2 separate regions of the Zea mays genome follow, and region 2 is linked to region 1. Evidence: chromatin contacts called from public Hi-C data. All regions are on one chromosome and are shown on one strand. Each heading gives the region's core, a stretch centred on a gene start, on an enhancer-like site or on the middle of the called end of the contact. The rest is flanking DNA. Distances are from core to core; before and after follow the strand shown.

Region 1 (2,767 bases), core at 196-2,695:
CTTCCTGCTGTGCTGCTATAACCCTAGCTTTGTTGATAGCTAGGTTTGTTCTCCTTGCATCTGATTCACTGGCTTTAATCAAATTTGCAAGCTGCAATCTGTACAGAACCTGTGCAACTACATCAGCACTGGGAGACACTCCAGTCCTGTATACTAACCGCAGAAACTTGATTTGAAGCGCCTCGACTTTCATCAGTGGATCTGACTTCTTATTATCATCATCTTGTTGAACAATACCAGAATAAATTGCACCACTACCAGAGTTGGCTGTGACCTCTGACGCCCGCATATCATTAGAAGAAAATGTATTGGCAGTAACAGTATCTACAAAGTCATTGTGTGCTGTACCTGAATTATAACATTCATTAAGCAAGCCACATTAAAATTATTAAGAACAGGAGGATAAAAAATGTATCATAGAATTTAAAATATGCCCACATGTGATGAAATTAAAAATGATAATTAGCAAGAGGGTCCTTGAGGACAGTATAGGACACATCAGGATGTAGCTGACAGAAAAAAAGAAGCAATAATTTTTTTTTGGTTAAGAGCACATCATGGGGTTGCAGTAACACATACAACGATGGAAGCTGAAAAACCAATGTGTTCGCTTTGTCCGTTAGACGTAATGATTAGTATGACATGCTAAATTCCCAATATAATAGTAAAAGCCCTATCCCTACAAAAAATCCTAAAACATGCTAAAAACCTAATATGAATAGCCAAAAGATTAAGCCAAGCACATTGCCAGACCAACCCGGAAAGGCAAAAACCCTCAGTCCCATCGCAAGCACACTAGCCTCTCCTGCAAGCCCCAGTAATTAGGCCCGTGTGATGGGAATGGCGAATAAGAATGACATGCAATAGGCCATCTGGTCAATTTATCCGGTTCCATATCATATAACTGAGGGCTAGGTTTTAAGCCTAACAACATCAAGACTATTTTCAGCAACAGCAGACTAGACTACAAGATGACATTTCAGAGAAACAAAAATTCCAAGTCTATAACCATGGGGAACGCCGTTGTTGAAAACAACAATCACCAGGGAAAGGGAGCGCACCATGAGCATCACCCTCGGAGGCGCCGTCATCAGCACCGGGGGAAAGCGCGAACGGCCTGGCGGACAGCAGCGAGGAACCGAGCCGGTACGAGATCCAGTCCCTGAAGTTCATCAGCATACTTCACCTGCAGAGGGGGGTAGAAGAAAATCAGAGAACAAATCTGCCCCAAGTTAAAGAGCGAGGAAACCCCAATCTTTCACCCTCCTCCCCGTTCTCCCACTTCACCTCGTAGCGGACTGCCGAATCTCCCGTATAATAAAACCAAGCAGGGACATCGCAACTGGCCCGAGCTCGACGTACCTGACCGGAGCCCGACAAGAACGCTGCGGCGGCGTTGGGAGAAGACGAGGAGAGGATGTTGAGATGCGGTGGGTCTATTCGTTTATCCCCTTTTTTGCGTGGCTGGCTCAACCGAGCGAGTTTATTGCTATTACAGTTTGGCTCCTCCATAAAAGTTTATTGCTATTGGCTCCTCTCTTTTAGTATAATTAAAATCTATTGTCTATTATCTATGTCTATTACTACTCTATAAGAGTCAATTACTACTCTATAAGAGCTTAACAAGGACGTCCATAGGGATACCATGCTAGGTCCACCTTACGATACCCCTGTCGCAACCTACCTCTCGCGCCTGCCTGTCGTCCTCCCCCGTCTCCCTGTCGGCCCTCGCCGCTCACCTCATCGCTTTTTATGATTTTCTCGCTCCTGCACCCCTATCCTTCGCTCCCTCCTCCCCCCCCAACGCACGCGCATCGACGAGGACCGGCAGCCGCGCAGCAATCCGCCGCCGCCACTCACTACAAGGAAGCCTGGGCGCGGAGGCGCGTCGCGGTCGCCGCCCTACTCCTCGCACTCGCCTACGCCGGGGGGGGGGGCTGCTCATGTTCTTGCTTGACAAGAGGCTATCCGCTGACTCCGTGGGCGAGGCGGTGACGGGAGGCCCGTGCCTGGCAGTGACGGTGGCCTCCTCCGTCCGTCCCCGCTCCCTCCCCAGCCCCGCGGACGTGCCCCCTCACGCTTAGCCTGGGTTGGTGTACCGCAACCACCTTGTGTTCGAGCGCCTCTAGCCGGCCATTCTCATATATCTTATTTAACAATCAGTACTTCTCCAATGCTCAAGAGATCAATTTACTCTTAAGTAGCAAACTGTCTCATAGTTGTATACTTTGTCAAACAAGGAATCTAATGCTTGTAGTTTAAGCTTCTTTTTGTTCCAAATAAGCAGGCTTTGAATAAAATCACCTGGAAGTTAGTCAGTAAACTTCTGCTATTTATTTTATTTTTAAATAAAAAATTTAGGCCTTATGACTTCCCTCGCAATGTGTTCACATGCAAATTACCTTATTGCATTGCCTACTTTTGTCCGTTGTGGGAACCAACCTTTGATCATTTATCAAATGATTTTGCTTTTAACATTAACAAATTATCGTTTTCCATATGCAGCTAATGACATCACATTACCGAAATTCTGGGGACCCATGGGTGCCTTGTGTCAACAGTAGGCTGCCTAGATCAGGTACCATTTTGAAACCTGTGTACGGTTTCATTTCTTAATAACTGGCCGAACATAAATAGCCAAGGCATGGGTATTGTTGGTGCCGATCTAGGCGCCAATCACTGCGTTGAGAACCGGCGGCGGTGCTCTCTGCGGAGGCGCGGACGGTCCGCGGCCAGGGGCCGAACGGTCTGCGACCTGGCGCAGGGC
Region 2 (2,767 bases), core at 149-2,648, 320 kb before region 1:
AGATGCTTCTTTTCTTCTTGTGCCATTGTGAAAATACATCACCCACTTTTCAAACGGTACAACAGATAAATCAATCTCTAACCTGTTTATTGAAATATGAAGCCTTCCAAGTCCAAGTGGAGTGTCTTTGAAATACAGACATCAAGCTGTAGTAGTTATGTTGCATCTACCGAGCAGGACGCCGAGCATTTTAATAGCTAACTATATTTTTATCTTCACTATAATTTCAGGTAAAAGCCGTCTGAAGTATGAGATGAGGTCTTACAATGAGATGGTGGTGATTCAAATGAAACAGATGAGTGAAGACAACCAACAACTGAATTACCTGAAGAACAAGATGGTTAAGACAGAGCAGCGATCTAAAGCAGTAGAAGAATCATTGGGTGTTGTTACCCAGAAGCTACGTGAGACTATTGAAGAAAATATATTTGTTAGGAGTAAAGCAAAAGAGAAGCACATGGAGTACGAGGAAGAGGTAATAAGGTTACCCAAGTGGTTATATTTTCTACTAATGAACATGCGTGGATCAACAATTTTCATCTGTGCCAATGATAGAGTTTGCTGTTTCTTGGAGGGTCACACTTATATTTTGCACTTTGATACTTCTGTGATAAGATTGATGCTGCCAGCTTTCAATTTGACCACCTGTTGTTGACCACTTGACCTTGATGTTGCCATCTTTCGATTTCACTACCTGTTGACCTTGTTTCCATGCTTTGCAGATGAAGTCCCAGGAGGAAATTTTTCATGGTCTAATTGAGGATATTCACAAGGCCACAGAGGATAAAGAAAAGCAGTTTGAGAAGTTGTTGCAGGAAGAGCGCTCAAAGGCCAGACGCTTTGATGTTGATTCTGGAACTATGAAAGATCGTCAGCTAAGGTGTGTCACTAATTCGTGGTTGGATCATGTTACCATGCCTCACCACAATTGGAACTAAAAGTAATGTAAATGCTCCATCTCAATGCATATGAGAGTCGTCAAGAACTGTTTCCTGCTGCAGTCGTCTCATGTAGGCATCACAGGTTCAATGTGCATATCTGTTGCTGTTTATCATTCTCAATCCATCCGCGTCTTGTGCAGGAAGGAATATGTGCAGAAGTTCATTGATTGCCAAGTCAAGGATGTGGCAGAGTTTGAAGTTGAGCGAGATGAGCTGATCAAAGTCCACGAGGACAAGAAGTTGAAGCTCAAGAAAGAATACATGGATCTGGAGCTGGAGCTGGAGAAGGAGTTTGACGCAGCCCTGACGGGCCTGATGGAGAAGCATAAGCCAGATACCTTCGAGGCCTCCAGCTCGTAAGGGGGCTTCAGCGGCTAAGCGCTTTCCTTAGGCCCCAGCTAAGCTTGGAGCAGTCTCGTACATGCTCCTGCTTGCTTATCCATGAAATAATGCCTGGACAGTCTGTAGATGTTGCGAAAACATGGTGCCCCCTGTGGTTGCCGCGTGTGTAGTAAGTATCTCTCAGTCGTAGTGTGGTTGAAGCATCTGAACTCTTGAGCGGTTTGCCTGTGATGGCATATGGGTCAAACTACAACTGGAGTGTGATATCTAGTTTATATGGTCCAGCGCTCTTGTTGACTGCGGGTGGTGGTTTGCCCCGGATAATTTACTGATTATGTCTGCTCCGATCGTCAAAGTGCCTCTTTCTGTTTTTTTTCTTCTCTGTGCATTCCTCGTCGGTTCTATGTTTTCCGTCCCCTTTGCGCATTGAGTTATTTCTGTTTTAACTTCCTTCTGTATGGATTTTTCATTTGGCTGTTGATTTACCTGCGGGGATTAACCTATCTTATTAATCTATTCCAAATAGTTGAAAGACCGATTTGGTCGAAAAGCGTTGGCCTAAGTCACATATGGTGTTTCGTTTGAGCAATGAGCTAGTTCATCATTGTCTCACTGCTCACTTTTTTGATTGGTTTATGAAATAAAATAAGTTGATCTATCGCTATCTTATTTATTGTTCATAGTTAGTATTAATATGAGGAATAGATACCATCCTACTAAGATTTTATTCGGTTATTTCCGGTACATATGGATTGTGTGAGATAAAAAAAATAAGTTTGATTTGCTTAGGATTTAAACCCACATAATTCAACTCAATCTACATAGATTGAAAACGAACCGAACAAGCCCAATCCACGTAAATTTGAGTAATAAACTTATAATGCAATATTTATTTTAGATAGAGTGATTCTTCGTACCAAGTTGCCAAATGTTTGCCTCGAAGCCCAAATTTTTTTTAAAAAAATTACCAGCAAGAGAAACCCTTGCTGTGATGTATGTATATACTAGTCGGTTACTCGTGCGTTGCGATGACTTATAACAATACCCATATAAATTATCCATAAAAAAGATCTCAATATTTTTTATTGATTGTCTCCGGTCTTCGTATAATAATTTTTATGAACGCACGTGTACTATAGGCAGCAAATCAGAGACAACATCCCTCGCCTCCCCTACTTCCAAGGTTTTGTAGAGCAGGAGGGGAAGGGAAGAGGCGGACATACCTGTTCGTTGCCAGAGAAGGACACAACGAAGACCTGGGCATTTGAAAGCGATATAGGTAGTATACCGCTAGATATATAGGGAGAGAGCATGCAAGCGGAGAAAAAAAGCCCAACTGGAGCAGCTCCAACTGAGAGGCACCCGCACCCGGCGTCAATCCGAGAAGGGCGAGAGAATGCGAGTGTCTTCCCAGTCCTAGACCCGCTGAAGCGACACAACGCCACCACCAACTCCATAACATATACCGACTGCTGCCATACTAC

Evidence for each region. A called contact is a pair of places that touch in the nucleus more often than the background predicts.
Region 2: a contact with region 1 is called in a Hi-C map of ear, with 3 times the contacts expected there. The contact joins the enhancer-like site here to the promoter of LOC100281578 in region 1. A contact is called at or near these places in 2 of 25 Hi-C or Micro-C datasets (ear and tassel).

Annotation. Positions count from the first base shown.
Region 1 is chr6:26,742,667-26,745,433 of Zm-B73-REFERENCE-NAM-5.0, reverse strand. It overlaps LOC100281578 (chloroplast outer envelope protein 86), which reads right to left and starts at 1,445. Exons shown (of 3, transcript NM_001368322.1): 1 at 1,363-1,445; 2 at 1,062-1,186; 3 at 1-348. The coding sequence starts at 1,179.
Region 2 is chr6:27,064,577-27,067,343 of Zm-B73-REFERENCE-NAM-5.0, reverse strand. LOC100037819 (ragged seedling 1) reads left to right here. Exons shown (of 6, transcript NM_001112519.1): 4 at 231-475; 5 at 723-880; 6 at 1,082-1,638. The coding sequence ends at 1,301. Among protein-coding and RNA genes, the nearest start is that of LOC100037819, 6.1 kb to the left of the region's middle. Within about 2 kb of position 1,398, at least 5 of the 20 cell types and tissues checked have an H3K27ac peak or open chromatin away from gene starts, as enhancers often do. A contact at or near this core is called in ear, where this site is marked.